2 separate regions of the Mus musculus genome follow, and region 2 is linked to region 1. A link is a contact called in public HiChIP or PLAC-seq data. All regions are on one chromosome and are shown on one strand. The core of a region is the stretch at or near the end of the contact, and the rest is flanking DNA. Distances in the headings are between cores, read along the strand shown. Region 1 overlaps Slc13a3 (solute carrier family 13 (sodium-dependent dicarboxylate transporter), member 3). Region 2 has its middle 11 kb from the start of Gm29679.

The links. HiChIP or PLAC-seq counts read pairs in DNA pulled down with a chosen protein or histone mark.
Region 2: a contact with region 1 is called in an H3K27ac HiChIP or PLAC-seq map of T-cell acute lymphoblastic leukemia, with 3 times the contacts expected there. The contact joins two enhancer-like sites. A contact is called at or near these places in 2 of 39 promoter capture datasets (hippocampal neurons and liver) and 2 of 115 datasets of contacts at active chromatin or transcription factors (T-cell acute lymphoblastic leukemia and astrocytes).

What each region holds. Positions count from the first base shown.
Region 1 is chr2:165,451,891-165,454,668 of GRCm38.p6, reverse strand. The region is part of intron 1 of Slc13a3 (solute carrier family 13 (sodium-dependent dicarboxylate transporter), member 3); the gene reads left to right. The region is part of intron 2 of Gm14437 (predicted gene 14437); the gene reads right to left. Among named protein-coding and RNA genes, the nearest start is that of Gm14437, 11 kb to the right of the region's middle. Within about 2 kb of position 1,473, at least 65 of the 459 cell types and tissues checked have an H3K27ac peak or open chromatin away from gene starts, as enhancers often do. A contact at or near this core is called in T-cell acute lymphoblastic leukemia, where this site is marked.
Region 2 is chr2:166,552,290-166,554,989 of GRCm38.p6, reverse strand. No RefSeq gene overlaps it. Among named protein-coding and RNA genes, the nearest start is that of Gm29679, 11 kb to the left of the region's middle. Within about 2 kb of position 1,324, at least 104 of the 459 cell types and tissues checked have an H3K27ac peak or open chromatin away from gene starts, as enhancers often do. A contact at or near this core is called in T-cell acute lymphoblastic leukemia, where this site is marked.

The sequences.
Region 1 (2,778 bases), core at 224-2,723:
GTGCTGAGCACGACCATCATTGCTCTGCACCTGCCACAGACAACCTGCTTCCTGCCAAGGGTCCTGGGAGTCTCTACAGTCAGCTAACCTCTACTCTGTACTGTCACATAGCTCAGGACATCCCCTCCCCCAGGTTGCATGAACAGTAAAGAAAGATGTTGCCACTGCCCAGAAACCAATGTACTGATCTGCTCTGAGGATGCATCTACCCACATGAGGGTCCGCCTAATGCTAATCCCACAGCAGTGGCTTCGTCTTCATACCGGGGGTGAACTTAGCTCTTTTCTCTCATCATCAAAGGTGGCTTCTTGTTCTACTCGATCCCTTTTTGTGGCTGATCTCTGATTGCCCCAGCAAAGGTGATCACAGTAGAAAAGACTCATACCCATGTGCCTCCCACCTACTAATCCTGCTAACCTTAAGTGTTCAAGAGCTTTGCTCTGAATCAGGTCTGTCCCCCAGACCCAGCTTGGTTGGGAGGAGGTAAGGCACAGTGTCCCTCATCAGCAACCTGGAATTTTTAATCCATTGTACATAGGATGCTCAGCTAGGCAAGCAAAGATATTTGGGGTCACCATCAGTGTTCCAGATGCTAACCAGAAAAATAATGAAACCTGTTCCTGACCCGTGTGCTGCCCAAGGCCTGCTGCCTTTCCGGCTTCCTGTCATGGTCAATGCCTCCAAGAAGGAGATCTGTACAGATGGAGTCTGTAGGGGAGAATATGGAAATCAAGACTCCTGGGCAGACTCAGCAACCCAGGAGCTGCGACAGGCCTTGGCTTGCTGGACATGACTGAAACTGAAGGCTTTCTGCAATCCTCTATGAAGAGAGTCGGGAAGGAATAGCACCCCCATAGAAGTTGTTGGGGGACACTAACTGAGCCTATGTGTGTGAGGGGCCTGGAACTTAGGGAATGTTCTGGAAATGTCTCTGGGTGTCATTGCTACCGCCATGACATATCTACCCAATGACATGAGTCAGGATACAGAAGGAAACAGGACTCGGGCTCTCAGATGGATGTTTTCGGTAATCTCATGAACCCTGTCTTGTAAATATTCCATTCTACTTTCTTTTCTTGTAACACCCTTGTCAAGGCAACCCTGAGTTATGCTGAAATAGGAAGTGGCTTCCTTGTCTATTCTCAAAGAACAGTGTGAGCCCATAGACTGAAACAGGAAGTGGCTTCCTTGTCTATTCTCAAAGAACAGTGTGCAAGGCACAACCCTGTCAATTCCACTTCTGTTCAGCAGAGTAAAGGCAGAAACCAGCAGGGTAGGGGGAAGAAGAGAGGGGAGGAGGGGACTTAATGATTGGTTTGATTTCTTAAGGAGATATTGGAATATTTTATTTTTCTAGTTCTATTCTTAGAGCTGAGTGAGTTACGTTTTCAAGACACTTGTTTCCCTTAAGTTGTCAGCACGAGGTGGTTCAGTTTCTTTGTCACCGCTTGCTTTGATGCTCTAGTCCCCATGAGGCCTCCTCTAGGCTTTTGTCTGATGAGTCTCAGCCTGAGTGGTACTAGCCAGGAAACCACATTGTTGCCTGAGTTTTAAGCTGGGTTTTTATATGTGCACACAGCCCCCAAACACACCAACTTCCGATTAGTCAGAGGGTCCGATTTGCAAGACTCCTCTATGGCCCCACAAGTCTCCTCTGGGATCTGAGTGTCCCCTGAGAAACAAATACCCAAAGGCCGCAGGACAGGAGAGGGCCTGACCTTTGGACTCCGTGGACGTGTGCGTTTTCTGAAGTGGAGCTGAGAGTGCCTCCTGACAGGTCACCCAGCTTTCCCTGTTTGGCTTGTAGCTAATTATTCCTCTGCAATCTCAAACAGGACCTAGGGCCACACCTACCACCAAGTATGCTGTTTTGTCCTGCGGCTGGGAGTCTACAACCATGACTGCAGCCACCTGCCCTACTGCAGTTAGGGGAGATATTTACTTTCCAGTCTCTGTATCCAGAAGCTCTGGCCTAAGGTCTATCCAAGAGTACCCACCTCCATCTTCTACCCATTCACTCATCCAACCATCCATCAGTCTCTTATGTACCCACTCATCCTCTCATCTATCCACCCACTGATTCTTCCATCTATCTACTCATCCATCAATCAACAAATCTATTCACCCATCCACTCATCCATCCGACAATTCATTCATCTGTCCATCCATCAATACATCCATCCACCCAGTCATCCATCTATCCATCCACCCACTCATCCATCCATCTATCCATCCACCCACTCATCCATCCATCTGTCCATCCACCCACTCATCTATCCATCTACCTACTCGTGCATCCATCTGTCCATTCATCCATCTATCCACCCATCTACACATACATCTATCAGCCCATTCATCTGTCAGCCACTCATTCATGTGTTTATTTACCCATTCTCCACTGCAGACACAAGCACTAAGTATGTTGAAGACTATGTTAGGTTCTGGAACACAGAAGAGAATGAGACACAGCAAACAGGGACCCTCTTCTCGTGAAATTTTGGCTCTACCATGGAAGACAGCATAAAGAACTCTCATTGGATGCTGTAATCTTCTCAGATTACATTCAGTCAGGCTGATTTTCTAGCCACTTCCATGGAGTACTAGCTGAGCATAGGGAGTACTGTAGATAACTGCATCTTGAAAACCTGCATTAAACAAATGCAGATATGAGTCTGTAACCTGTCAGCATCCAATACACCTATCATGGAGCTTTAGTGGGTGCTAAGGAGAACAGTTGTTTGAAACTTCCCTGCCCTTGGAATCCACCTTGGGAATATC
Region 2 (2,700 bases), core at 75-2,574, 1.1 Mb before region 1:
CCTTGTAAGGAGCCCTGTCCTGTCTTCCGGCCCCACCCACCTGTCACTGGCCACAGCCACAAGCACCAAAGGCAGGTATAGTGTCGCTTTGGGGGGACAGAGACTGTTCTTGGAAATGGTTGCAACAGTTTGTGGCTGGGGAGCTCGCATGAGGACGCTGGAGGACAGAGTGTTCTGTGGGATCGGGGAATGTGTTTATCTGGGGGCACTTGCTAGGGATTCCGGTCTTAGTTTCTAAAAATCACATAAGTGTGTGTGTGTATGTGAGTGTGCACTCATTGTGTGTGTGTGTGTGTGTGTGTGTGTGTGTGTGTGTGTGTAAGTCAGTTCTCTCCCTTCCATCACATGATTCTTGGACATCAAACTCAGGTTGTAAGGCCAGGCAGCAAAGGCCTTTACCAGCCATATCATCACAATGGCCCAGATATTCTGAATTTAATGGTTAGTTCATGAAGGGGAGCCGGTCTCTATTTGGTTGGTGGTCCACTCAGTCAGTCTGGATCGCAGTGTTCCTCCAATCATGTGAAGAAAGACATTCAAAGGAGTCAGAGACGGGGCCCTTCAGATAACTTGCTTCCAACCGTTCTGTGCCTCCAGAGACGCTGTGCCGAACCTCATCACACCCCAGCTAACGTGCATGTTTGGCCTGTGGAGAATCAAATGGTTCCTGGAGACTGACTTTAAACCCAGTCAGGTGGTGAAGTCACTCGCTACTGCTGCTCCAGAGGTGTTATTTTACCAATCAGCACACCCAGCACACCCACCGACACCTCATTGGCAGCTGCGTGGGGCATCGTCCTATCCGGACCAGTTTATGAGATCTAAATGTTTCGAGTCTTCCCATTGGTGCCAGTGGTATGAGCCCGCACTTCCTCAGCCTGTGCTGACCTCCAGCCTTGGCATGAACTTCAAGAGCCTTTCTCTTTCTGTTCTGTCAGCATCACTCTGGCCCACAGTGTCGATGACACGTGGCTGTTTAAAGCCTAAAGATGCAGGATGCAAGCACGGAGTTGTCTTGCTGAGACAAAGACGAACCCTCATCTATGTGCTCAGGCAGCTATTACTCATGACTAGACTAAGTGCTTGTATATGGAGTTGTATAGAGCACAGCCATGCTCCTGAGTCCGGAAATTGCTTATGACTGTCCTCATACAATGCAGAGGGAGGGGGTGGGGGCTCACAAGCCACACTTTCAGGAATGTTAGTGACACTTTTAAGGGGAAAACTTATTGACCCTTGAATACGCCGTAGATCTGGGCCTTATGCTGCAGAGCGGAGGGCGGGGCTGAGAAGCCTCGTAGGCGGGGTTGAGATGCCTCATAGGCGGGGCTGAGACATTTCATAGGCGGGGCTGGTTGGGGATGTGGGGCGTCTAAGGGCGCCGCTGTGGTGTTGGTGGGAATGGCAGAAACAGTAAGAAACCAACAGGAAATACAAATCCTGCCTGCCTCCTCCATCTCCACCATCTTCCTGCAGGTCTGCAGTTGGCAAAGGACAGGAAGTCACGAGTAAATCCCAGCAGGAAATGCCTGGCAGAGGCCAACAAGAGGTCTCTGAGAAAGGGGACTGTGGTCGCAGAGACCCTGATCTTTACCATCAGATAGCACAGAGTAGAAACTTCCAGCTGACAGGTATTAGCATAAACACTAATAACTCCCCCTTTCCCCTGCTCAGCCCCACTCTAGGGGACTAGAGAAGGAAGACGCTTGGTAGGGGCGTCCTGCAGACTTAGATTCTAAAGTAGGACTCAGCTTTCAAATCTGTGCAATGGCCATGTAAATAATAACAGAAATAATGATCTGAAGCCCAACATCAGAACCTGGCACAGTCGTGCCTGGCATTTCTGGTTGCCAGGGCAGCAGGCTTACAGCACTAACAGGCTCTGGCATCGGGGCTGGCTCTGCACACCTTCACAGCGTTGGGTCTGAGCCTGTAATCTGGCTAATGTTACCATCCCCCTCTCCGGCACCACCATGTAAGCTCTCATTGTGGATGGAGCTCTTCCAGTGAGCTCTCTGAGCACCTGGAAGCCTGGGCCTGCTATCTTGGTCCCCACTAGTTCCTAGAAGGAGGCCCAGGTGTGCAGCGGAGACTCCATCTGGGACCTCCTCTAGCCCTCTAAGTTTGGAAATGTTTTGTTTTCCCCAACAGGAGGTGAGGGAACAAAGGGAAGGGGCGGTCACCTCCTCAGTGTCACAGGCTGAACTCGGCTGCCTTCGAATCCAGCCTCTCCTGCACGCTTTTGCTTCAACCTGAGTCCTCTCCTGGTGGCCCCTTGTCTGGAGAAGGCTTTCTGTAAGCCACTTTTTGCCAGTTCAGGGAGAGCCAGCCCCTCTCCCAGACAGCACAGTGGCTCCCAATGGCAATCTACTCTCCTCTTCATGTCAATAATAGCCCAAAAGAGATAAATCTAGCAATATGTGTGTGATCAGCAGCCTCGCAGTACCCCCCAAGACACAAATTTATGGGGCATCCACACTCGGGGGTCATCTTCCCAATAGTTTATAGTATCGAGCCTCCTTTATTTCCTCAGTAAATCTAATTTATATGGACAAGCAGATCAAGCCGAGCTGTTCCAGGCATTGGAAGGCTGTGAATCATTCACAAGGCTTTAGGAAACTTGGGGAGATTAAGGTTTTGCATAATGCAAATCAGGAGGGAAAGATGTTTGCTCTGCCTCCGCTGTGGATGCAATTAGCG